Linked DNA regions of Danio rerio: region 1 is linked to region 2. Evidence: chromatin contacts called from public HiChIP or PLAC-seq data. All regions are on one chromosome and are shown on one strand. Each heading gives the region's core, a stretch centred on a gene start, on an enhancer-like site or on the middle of the called end of the contact. The rest is flanking DNA. Distances are from core to core; before and after follow the strand shown. Region 1 has its middle 58 kb from the start of trpv4. Region 2 has its middle 49 kb from the start of fam222aa.

Evidence for each region. HiChIP or PLAC-seq counts read pairs in DNA pulled down with a chosen protein or histone mark.
Region 1: a contact with region 2 is called in an H3K4me3 HiChIP or PLAC-seq map of gastrula embryo, with 2.5 times the contacts expected there. The contact joins two enhancer-like sites. A contact is called at or near these places in 2 of 18 Hi-C or Micro-C datasets (caudal fin and embryo) and 1 of 4 datasets of contacts at active chromatin or transcription factors (gastrula embryo).

Annotation. Positions count from the first base shown.
Region 1 is chr5:20,500,264-20,505,939 of GRCz12tu, forward strand. No RefSeq gene overlaps it. Among named protein-coding and RNA genes, the nearest start is that of trpv4, 58 kb to the right of the region's middle. Within about 2 kb of position 1,493, at least 6 of the 62 cell types and tissues checked have an H3K27ac peak or open chromatin away from gene starts, as enhancers often do.
Region 2 is chr5:20,388,023-20,394,046 of GRCz12tu, forward strand. It overlaps a transcript of fam222aa not described here. Among named protein-coding and RNA genes, the nearest start is that of fam222aa, 49 kb to the right of the region's middle. Within about 2 kb of position 2,844, at least 5 of the 62 cell types and tissues checked have an H3K27ac peak or open chromatin away from gene starts, as enhancers often do.

The sequences.
Region 1 (5,676 bases), core at 243-2,742, 110 kb after region 2:
ACTCCCAGGCAGGTGTGTTGAAGCAAGTTGGAGCTAAACTATGCAGGACACCGGCCCTCCAGGACTGAGTTTGGACACCCCTGCTCTAAGGGCTTATTATGCGGTCTCTGTCGCCATCTTATGGTGGAACGTCAACTGTCTTTGCTCTGCTCAGTATGACAGGCTGATGGATGTTGACTTGCGGTATTTCCAAAAATGTTAAATATTTAAAATAGGTACTGTCTTTTTAAATAAACTGCATAGTTGCAATCTAAATTATCACCTAAAATAGCCTCAAAAGTACATTATGTTGTCCAACAGCTGCAATATTTGTCAAACTGTATTGAGTTTATGCATCTGCTGTCACTCTATGTGGGTGAATTAATATACAAGAGAGAAGAGGCTGTAGGAGTGCTGTTATTGAAGAATATCGCACGGCTATCAGCCAATCAGATCATGTATATGGTTACATATGCATATGACAAATTGAAGAGAGACCGCTTCAACTGATTTACCATTAATAGGTGCAAGTTTTGAGTAAAATATTTATATTTGGGTAATGAGCAATTTATTTGAGTAAAATGTTTATATTTTATTAGATAAGCTACTGATATTCTGTTTTCAATATTTTAAATAAGAATATTTATGTTTTATTACGTCAGTTTAAATATTCTTAAATATATACCTTTTTTAAAAACAGGGAAACAATACGCATATGCTGTATATAAGCAAATACTGGTAAGAATAAGGTAAGAAAACAGTTATTACAACCTTTTTGTTATTGAAAAATGGTCTGTGTTTGCATTTCAGTAAAAATGAACACGATGTGATTTGGTTAAAAAGTGTGTGTGTGTTTGTGTGTGGGGGTAGGGGGGAGGGCTGTTATAATGCCGTACATAGCTTTTTTTTGTTTCACCGCTATTCTTGGCTGGCTTTACCGTGTGAGTTATGATTGTTTGGCTAGTCGTCTCTGCTGAGGAAGGAGATGTAGAGATTGGACCTCCTGGAACTTTAATTGAATTGAATACCTCTGCTTTATATTATCCGTGAATGTGACTGGGCTGAAATGCTATGTGCAACTACGCATCAAAATAATTCTTTTGAGCAGAATGAATTGAGTGGCATTTCAGCCCCGTCCGTCTATATCAGCGTTATCTGGATCTGGATTCATGTCTGCGTCTGGGCAACACTGGTGGCGTTGAGCACAGCAGGCCATTGTTACACAGCCAAGTATTTGAAGGGCACAGACCCTGTGGGAGAGAGACAGGAGCCAGTAACAGGGGAGAGATATGGCGACACAGTGAGTTTGATAGAGAGCTAAAGCCCATAATCCCTCTGGTTCAAACCACAAGTGAGACTCTTTCCCCCGCGCGCTTGATGGCAGGGTCGAACCCTTCGCTGAGCATGTGCATTCAAGGCCAAGAAAACAAGGCATGCTGATAAAAGCCATCCCACTCTCCCTTCCTCCTTATCCATCTCGCCCAGAAAAGCGAAGTAAAAATAAGGGCAGCTGCTCTCACCGCAGATCTCTGGCACTGCGTTTCGAGCGTGGCACGCACACAAACACGTAAACACACACAAACCGTAGGTCTTGCCCCCATTGTGGTTTGAACTCAGTGAGGTGCATGTAAACCAAAACATCGCTTTTAAAATAGAGTTGCCTCTAGTGCCGAATGTATGTACTCTGGTGGAGAGCTTCGCTTCTGATCTGGCTGCGCTCCAGCTCACATACTGCGCTTTTAAAAGAGAGATACAAGCCCCGACGTTCAACCAACCAATCGATGCCAGGGGGCCTCAATGCATCTTGGGTAAGTCGGCCCATTCCGACCTAACGCTGCTTTGATGGTATAACATTTTTAGATGTTTTAATGTTCTGTCAGGAGTTCACTGGGCTGCATCCCAATACGCCTACTTATAGTATGCACTGAAAGTATGCACCTCATTGGAGAGGGCGAACTATGTTCTGCCAAAGATTATATCGTTTACCTTCCCTCGTGTCGCAGACCTGTATAGCTTTGTTTTATCTGTTAAGAGATATTTTTGAAAACAAAACATTAGATTGTATGGGAAATCTATGCGAGGAAACAACTGGCCATTTCATTTGCAGTATCTGAAATCACACACTGCATGAATAATACTACATCTGAATTTGAAGGTACTGCACAAGTTGTCACCTTAGAATTATAAGGTTCATTCTGACTTTTTGGTAAAAATTAAGTTATTCACATACTAAATGACAACTTATTAACATTACGGGATGTTTTTTATAAGTTGTTATAAAAATTTAAGTTGTTACTAATTTAAGTTGTTTTTTACTTTTTGTTTAAACAAAAAAAATGTTACACACATACTGTTTGCTATGGAATACAAAAACTTTCAGAACGCAGATTGAACCTTATAATTGTAAAGGTGATGTAAAGCTTATTATTATTAAATAATAATAAAGGGGACGGAGTGTTAGAGGGAAATCAAAACTTATATAATTTAATCATCCTCCTTGTTTCAAACTCTGAGTTTCCTTCTTCTGTTCAGACAAAGGATGATAATGAAGAATGTTTGTTTATTTTATAGATGTCAATAGCTGTTTCTTCCCAAAATTCTTCAGAATATCTTGTTTTGTGTTTAACAGAAGAGAGAAATCCATTAAAGTTGAGAACCACTTGAGGGTGTTTTTGGGTGAACCATCCATTTAGAAAGCATGTTCCCTATATAATGTATTGTAGTATGAATACATAGTATGGGATGTGTAAATGAAATTCAGATGTACTGCATGCATCATTCAATTCAATTCATGTTTATTTCTATAGCGCTATTTACAGTGTAGATTTTGTCAAAGCAGCTTAACATAGAAGTTCTAGTAAAGTTCAGATTTCAGAGCTGAAGTTTAGTTTAGTTCAGTTCATTGTGGTTTAATTATCACTGCTGAAAGTCCAACAATGAAGAGCCAAAGAGCAAATCCATCAATGTGCAGCCCTTTAAGTCCTAAGCAAGCCAGTGGCAACAGTGGTGAGAAACAAACTTCACCAATTGATGAAAGTGAAGGAAAACACCTAGAGAGAAAAGGGCAAAAACATTTTTTATCTGGCCAAACTTCCTTTGCTGAGTTGCAGTCTAGGCTCTAGAGGCAGGAGAACGCTGGACATCCATCTTGGAGAACTGCAGGTGTGAGTAGATCACCGGGGGGTGATCAGGCTGGCTCACAGGATCAGTGCGGGACTTGTTTGTCACTTTGGTCTTTCAGGACTCTAATGTACTCCATTTCTCTATGGTCACCACAGCATCAGCTCAGGATACGGCCTTGTCCAGGATTATGGATACCTTGGCATCATTTCTTCACAGGCGCTGTGAAGAATTGCGCAGCATAGTCTCTTGGGGCCTTGGCCTGAGCATCCCCAGGTTGAAATAGCGAATATAGAAAATAATTAGAGTAACTACTGTTTATAATGTATTTAAATGAGATGCAAACATTAAGTGCCATAAATGAAAATAGTAGTTAATTAAACAAACCCGTTCAGCATTTGAGTGTTTCTAATGGAATGTCTGGTGCATTAAGACAGGAGGAATGTGTCCTACAGGTGGTTGTCAAGCCAACTTAACTGCGTGGAGCACATTCATGCATCATATTGTTGTGTGATGCATTGTGTTTAGGATTTACTAAAAAGATAGGTCTTTTAATTTAGTTTTGAACTCTAGAGAGTGTGTCTGAGCCTCAGACATTATCAGGAAGGCTATTCCAGAGTTTAGAAGCCATAAATGAGAAGGCTCGACCTCCTTTAGTAGTCATGTTGTTATTCTATATTTCCATCCATCGGCCTTTATATGCATTTTATGATACAGTGTAAAAATGCAAGATGGAAAAAATTTAAAAAATTCTAAAAATGTGTACAAAATAAACTGTTAAAACAGAGTCAAATCAAAGCTCACCATCTGAAATGTTGTTTTAATAAAAGCCTCAATAGGAAATGCTCTTTTTCTTGTATTAACAGTCCAATTTAACATAAGTAAATCTGTAACTTTAACTTAGTCAAATATCAACTAAAAAAGCAGCTTATGTTGTAGGAAAATTTAGCCAGAAATGTGCAGATGCAGAGAGCCATTATGAAGCATGTTTGGCTTTGTATTTTCGACATAGATAAGACTGGGAATTTCACATTCTAGGATGCAGTGCCTCATGTCTCGTGTGGTGCACATTTTAATGAGAATCATATCTGTTGCCATTCGTTTTCTCGTGTTGCATTCAAAAGTGCTTTCTTCACTGTTGCACATCATGCAAAATGAGTAGAAAATGTCTTTTGGATGAATATGCAGTAATTGTGAAGAGTGCAGTCAACAATTGCTTCTATTATTTACTTTATTTTTATTATAATACTAAAAAAAAAAAAACACACAAGAACAGTTTTAAATATTTTGTTGACTTACAATATCACAAACTTTAGGAAGAATGTTCATAAAAAGAGCAATTTTAACATGTGACATGTTGTCCTCTGTCGCCAATTGTCAGGATCAAAAATTATTCCAAGACTCAGGAAGATTCATTTTCAAGGATTTATTGTTCTTGCAGCAAAAAAAAAACAATACAGAAGAAACACAAAAGGTTCAATTATGGTTGCTCAAAGGGCAGTCCTTCGAGGTCGGTTTGTAAACAGGCATACAAACAGATGATGAAGCATTGTCTTTAATCATTGGTCTAAACAGTTTGTTTGGTAGAATCCTATTGATCATATAATCAAATCATTGTCAGAACAATTTTCCCTCAACCGAGACATTCCAACAATTTAACTGATTGAAACTACAGTTGAGCATGTGATTATATCAAGAAGCACACACATTTATAACATTAACTTTGGGTTTCTTTGAAAGTATACTTATATAAAAATAATATAAATACAATATATGGTGATGAATCAAATTAATTTATTTAATACCATTATGTCATATATCCTCAATGGTCTAAACTCTTTCTTTTCACTTTGACAGCATTCAGTCTTACCCTGCTTCATACTTTCATGATAATAAGTTTTGAATACTTTAGCTCACCCATGAACATTATTTCTGCAGGAGTGCCATAGTATGCAATAAAGATGACAACTCCCATGATTCTACACTCAGTCACAGCATCATCAGATTACAGCTTTGTTCAACCCAGGCTCATTATAGATTGCAGTTTTTTGTTTTTTTTTCGCGAATCAGCCAGAGGTGTACACTTTTTTTAGATCTCAAATTTCTATTGCAAGTGCCATTCGTGCCTGCTCTTCTTGCATAAATCCTCCAGAGGCCGCTGTCGTCTGACTGACCGATTGACACCCCTATCCACCCCCTTCAATAAACCAAACCAATAGTGTTTTCAAAAGCACTAATTGATCCGGCCACCTCCTTCCCTAAACTCAACCAACAGTGTTTTCAATAGCAATATACTTAAAAGTATTAATTTACACATTTGTGTCAAATAATAGATTTTATTTTTTGTATTAGACATTTACGAATGAATCTGGGTTTTTTTTCACCGGATCTTCTAAGTGAACTGATTGAACTAATTCACCAAATCGTACTGAATCATTTGAAATAATTCATATCTCCAGTGACTTTAAGCTCTTATCCAGAAACTGCTTACTTATTAACATGCCTGATATCACCCTCTGACTCGAAATAAACCAATATATACTGCGTTAAACACAAATAACAGAATTGACAAGCTGT
Region 2 (6,024 bases), core at 1,594-4,093:
GCTCACCACTCTATTGAATAAAACATTCAGTGATGTACGAGTGGAAAGGTTCACCTCCGGGGGCCAGAGTTGCCTCATTTCCTACTCCTGCTGCACATCCGTGACCCGCTGAGCAAATTGGCCCGGTATTAGCTCTGTGGCTCGATCTCACCTAAACAAATAGAGCTTCCAGCATAATGCTAATCTCAGCTGAGCCGAGCATGCATGGGGGAGAGGGGGAGATAGCTGGTGGCGAGATGGTACGCTCTAATATTTAGGTCACTGAATGGCCTTAGCATTGTTTCTCATTTTTCATTGCTTATTTAATTTTCCCTCTTTGTCAGCTTCTAGTTTTTGTTGACTTATTCCACGTCTGACTCGATCACAATGCCACATTTGCACACGTTATTAGTTTTGGGAGTCAAACCTGCATTTTCCTTGTGCACAGTAGGTTTTTTTTACACTGGAGGTAATTATAACAAAGTTTGACAAGAGATAACTCATGTCAAGATGTTTCGGAAGGACTTCATGCCCTGTAAGCCATCCAGAACAACCCTTTGCCTATTGTACCATCATCAGCAGAAAGGTTACTCTTGATGGAGATATGCTGTTTGGGTGCAACTCAACCTCTGCAGACTGTATTGAACCGGAAGGATCTTAATGAGATTAAATCAGGAGCGTATTTCCAGAGGTATGAAGTCGAACTGGTAGCCGATTCTGCTTCTGCTGCAGATGTTGATGGATAGTTTAATTTTGGAAGGATATTATTAAAGAAGCGTGCGCTGTTCATTTGAATATAGAGATAAGTGTGCAGATTGATTGATTGATGGCCATGGGGTGAAATCACTCAACCGTTTTCTTATTAAAACCAAGGAGAGCGAGAGCCTCTCTCATGAATATCTTTATATTAGTAAAAGTTTAATTTCCTGCTTTATATATTAATCTGTTTTTGGATATCGTTTCAGCTAGAAAAGTCTTGGTGATTCACTAGTCATACAATCAAACCTTTCTTTTAGGAGCGGCCTGTATTTACGTGCTTTGTTTTCATTCTTTGATAAAAGAACGCTACCAGAAGACACAAGATCATCTACCCATCCACGAATTCAGCAGCCCATAAGATGCAGCCCTAAAGACAATAAGTGTGCAAGGCTGCTTCTGAGGTTAGATGCACAGCAGTGATGGGACGTTCAAACCTTTAATGCGACCCGGATCTTTTGTGACAACCTTCCCATCATAGGACTCAACATGCCTAAAATATGTAGTCAGCAAAGTTTTTTACAATTACGTTTTGCAACCCAACTGAAGCATGATTCATTTATTTAAAAGCCATTAAGACTTTCTCTCATGAAATAAACTTTCCTCATTAAAATAAATAAACAGATCCTTTCATTTAAGCCCTCTGTTTACCCACGCTGCAGTAGTTCAAGTATGTTTCAGTCACAGCAGGGTGTCATGTACTGTTTGTGTTCAGTTCACCTGCTGAATTGCTTTTTTTTAAGTCAGAGAGAGGTATCAGGCATGTAAAAAGTGAGTAGTTTGTGGATAAGTTTGTGGATTCATTTAAATTGATTCAGTTCGATTTTGTGAATTAGTTCAACCGGTTCACTTATCAGGTTTATCAAGTTTAAAGAACGATTTGTTTGTGATCACTAATACACAGTGCTTAATTTGTAAATTATGAGATCCTGGAATAGATCAGAGTAACGGATCCGGCATGTTACCAGAGGAGGTAGTGGATGTTCCAGATGAAAGTGAAGAGTGTTGGGGAGTCGCGAAAGAAAGCGAAGAGTGGGGCGGGGGTGCGTGTGGGGAGGGGGATCAGTAAAATGAGGTGCCGGATCAGATTTTAGATCCGACTTGTTCCGGCACAAATTAAGCCCTGCTAATACAGAAATAACCGCACAAATGTGTTCAATGAATCCTTTTTTAAGTCTATGTTCAGGTCGTACTTGATGCTGTCACCATGATACTGTCATATCCACTCCTTAGTTTTGTCGCTTGAGCAACAGCGAGGAAGACTAGAGGAGAAACATCTTCATCTTTGCAATGGCATCAGGATTACAGACTGGTGTACGGGTCAAACACCTGACAGCGCGAAGCAAATAGTTTTGCTTCTAATAGGCATACAGTAGGTGTATGTATTAAATACATTTACAAAGACGAAAACAAAGGACGTTTTTGCAATAATTTTAGTTAGGTTCAGTTAGTTTTGAAAGTACACTGTACAGTTTTAGTTAGTTCTACTTAAAAAAAAAAGTTTTTATTTTTATTTCACTTAACGAAAATGTTTTCGTTATTTTTGTAACGTCTAACTATCTCAAGACTTCTCAGGCTCCTACTAGATAAATGAAACATTAAGTACATGAGAGAAATATTCACATTTCTAATAGACTGATTATATGGAATTGAAATGTGCTCTGGTAATGTGCATGAGGTCACAGCCACCCAAACCCTATTGTTTGTCTTCTGCTGAGGTTCAGTTGAATTTTAACACAAGTTAGGGGAGGGTATGGGGTGAGGCAAGACCTGATGTCGACCTTGTCCCAGATTCAGCTGTCGCCTATGGTAGTGTTCAAAATGGAAAACCTGATGTCAACAGTAGCGCGCACAAAAAAAAAAGTGTCTAAACTTACTGGTTCCTTTTACTTTCGCCAACAGAATGGGTCTCTTTCATCTTGTGCATTTTTTGAAATCACTGGTACTTTGAAAAATGAATAGACCAATTTACTGTGGCTGCTGAGAAATATAGAATAGAAAAGAGTGTCAAAAGAAAATGTCTTTGTTAGTAGTGAAAGTGCGGTGAATGGATTGTGAATGCTCCTGTCTCGCTGCTCTCCTACAGAGCTCCTCCTGCGAGTATTGAGTGTTAAGGAGGTGCCATTGTTCCGGAAGAGCTATTATATCTGTGCCCCTGGTAATCCGCAATTTCTATCCTCTCTCCCCCACTCCAATACCCGAGTAGTTCGTACAATGCTAATGTTCCCAACATCTGTTAACGCGCAACACCTGCGGTGGAGGCTGTTTGATTTTCTTCTTTATGGCATTCCTTTCTCCCCTGTCGCTACATAAAAGGCTCAGCCTGTGTTGCTTTCGTAGGTGATATTGATTAAAAGTGTCGGGAAGAAAATCCAAGCATGGAAATGGTGTCAAGATGCGCCGCTCTAAATGGAATTTCAGGATAACGTGCGTTGTTGTTGTTTACTTGACCTTTGGTTTGCTGCGGTTTCAATTTCACCAGCTTTATCCACATCCAGATGAGACGCCAGGCTGAGGCTTGTTGATTTAGCCATTCCAAGGTCCTTCCTTCTCTGTCATCCCTAAAGCTTTAAGGAGATGATGTTTCTCAACTTATCATCAAAGGTGTTTAGTTTGGTTTGTTCAAAATGCTCCTCTTTTACATGCAACAATGAGCATCGGAAGAAGCTGTTTTTCCTCTCTTCAGGCTGAAAGAAACACCTGTGGACATGCTTGTCATTTAAAGTGCACATGCAGGAAGAACGGCAGATTAAATGGTGTTTGTTAAACTTCACATCCTCTCTGCTTCATACATAATCGCACTAGCGAACAGGAGTCATATTCAAAGAGTGGCCCTTTGAAGGGTAAATTGTTCTTCCTAAAAACAAACGGCTGGGTAATCGGCCTCTTGGGCAGATTGATTTCCTGCTAGTGACAGTGGGGGATGCTGGGAAAGGGGCTCTGCGCGCTCCTCTTGAAGGACTGAAAAGTTTGCCTGTGCATCAGTCATTGAGAATTACGGGAGTGTGTGTTTTTTTAAAGAACTTTTCTGGAGAATTCATAGTGCATCTTGTTCCTCCTTATAAAGGGAGCAGTTCCATTTCCATGAGTTACGGCTTGGTGTTTTCAGTTAGTGACTTTGTTCTCCCTTCACTATTGTTTCTCTGCCAGCATAATTCAGCGAAATGCTTTCAGCATAGCTGTTATATGCCGTTGCAGATATCTTTGTTCTTTACTCCATTTTTGCGAAAGATTTGGGCAATATCCTGACTCCCATACCCTCCCATGGTTCATTTCATCATTGTGACATGCTGTAATGAAACCAGCATTGCAATCCAAGGCTCCAGTGTTTAGGCTATATTTTTCACCATTACTTTAAAGGGGTGATTCACCGCAAAATCATTCTTTACTCTCACCCTTGTATTTTTCCAAACCTGTATTCCTTGTCTTAGAGGAACTCTAAAAACACACCAAGTTAAAAACTACTTTTACAAATTGCAAAAACATACATTTCTGCCATTCTTTCTCCCCTAAGCCTTATTAAAAATATTTCAGTGAACTTAAAAACATTTTTAATCTCTCTCGTAATAATAGTGCAGATTTTACATTCTATCACCTACATTTATTCAAATAAATTTAAGAAATGTGCCAGATGCATCATCATCGTTCTTAATAGGAATAGACTGGAGTCACTTTGCTGGCCAATTGGCTGCTAGCATAAAACTGGTTCCTATGATATTGTATCTTAATTCACACTATATATTAAAAACAAATAAAAAAAAACGTATATAGACCTATGCACCTAGTAGGTCTATGGGAAATTTCCAGGGGGAAATACATATATTTTGCTTTGCGGTTGTTGTAAAAGTTTTAAAGCACATACTGTATGTTTTATAAGTGTGCCTACATAGTATTGTAATATGACTTATTTTTTTAAAATAAATGATCAACAAATGAATCTGTCTTGACGGTTTCTACAAGTGAAGGCATTATCTACACACATTATGAATTTTACTATTAGACAAATAAAACAAGCTATAAAATGCTATTTATGAAAGGACTTAAATCAGATAAATCCAAATTCCCAACACAAGCGACCTGCGTTCCAGACCAATTCAGCTTGATGACGTGTAATGTCTCCGACACTGCCTGTAGTCCCATTTAGCAACTTGATTGCAATCGTCTTTTAAAACAGTGGTTCCCAAAGTAGGGGTCGGGACCTCCCGAGGGGTCGCAGGCCAATGAAGAGGGGTTGCTTGATGATTTCCAAAAGTCTAATTAATTTAATGAAACCGCTACAATTACCATATTTTATCCATAACTAACTGAAGATAAAAATAATAGTTTATAGTTACTAGATACTATATAGTTTCTATTGTAGCTTATATTTTCTAGTTCTATTGAATTGAAAATAGAATAGACATGGTCTATTTTGTGAGTGTGAGTGTGTGCGTGAGTGTGTGCGTGTGCATGCCAGCCATATTCATAACCACCTCAGAGGTTATTGCATGTCTCGCATTGCTATTTTGTGGGTCATGGGCTAAACAGTTTGAGAACCCCTGTTTTAAAAGAAGCGTAACCAATCAAGAGTGAGATGTAACTGATGTGTTTTATGTCATAGAATAAAACGGGAAAATATCTTGAGTTTGTGGTAGCCACGAACCTTATTTAAGCCATTTAACTGAAATCCCATTCAAAAACCATGTTGACTTACCAGAAATGCTAAAATGCTAACTTGCTTCCGGGTTTTTGTATACAAGTTGACGACAGTTTCTCCGCTCTAGTTATTTGTGGATAAGGGTTTTTATCTTTTTATCTTCAGATTCTGTATTCCACTTTACAAGGAAATTTATAGAGTTTAGAACAACATGAGGGTGAATAATGTTTGAAAGCAGTATTTGATTAGAAAAAATGACTATTTACTTGATAACTGATTGTGTTTCCTATCCTGGTTTTTAGTATTTTGCAGCTTCAATTTCTCATGAATTGAAATCCATAGCTTATCTTAGATCATTACAATGCTCCTGTTGACCCTTAAACTATGTCAACCCTGTTATTAGAAAGAACAGTGTTATTGTTTGAACATATGGAGCTTACTGATAGGACATGACACATGCATGAGATATGGGCTTACTGCAGCACAAAACAGAGTGACTGGTGTTCTCACAGAATGGAAAGTTCTCCTAATCCCCCAGGAAGGTAAGACGGGCCATGCTGAAAGTCAAAGCTCAATTATCTTTCATTCAGCCACCTTTCTAATAGTATCCTCCTTTTATTTAGTGCTTTTGAAAGAGAATTATACACAGCAAA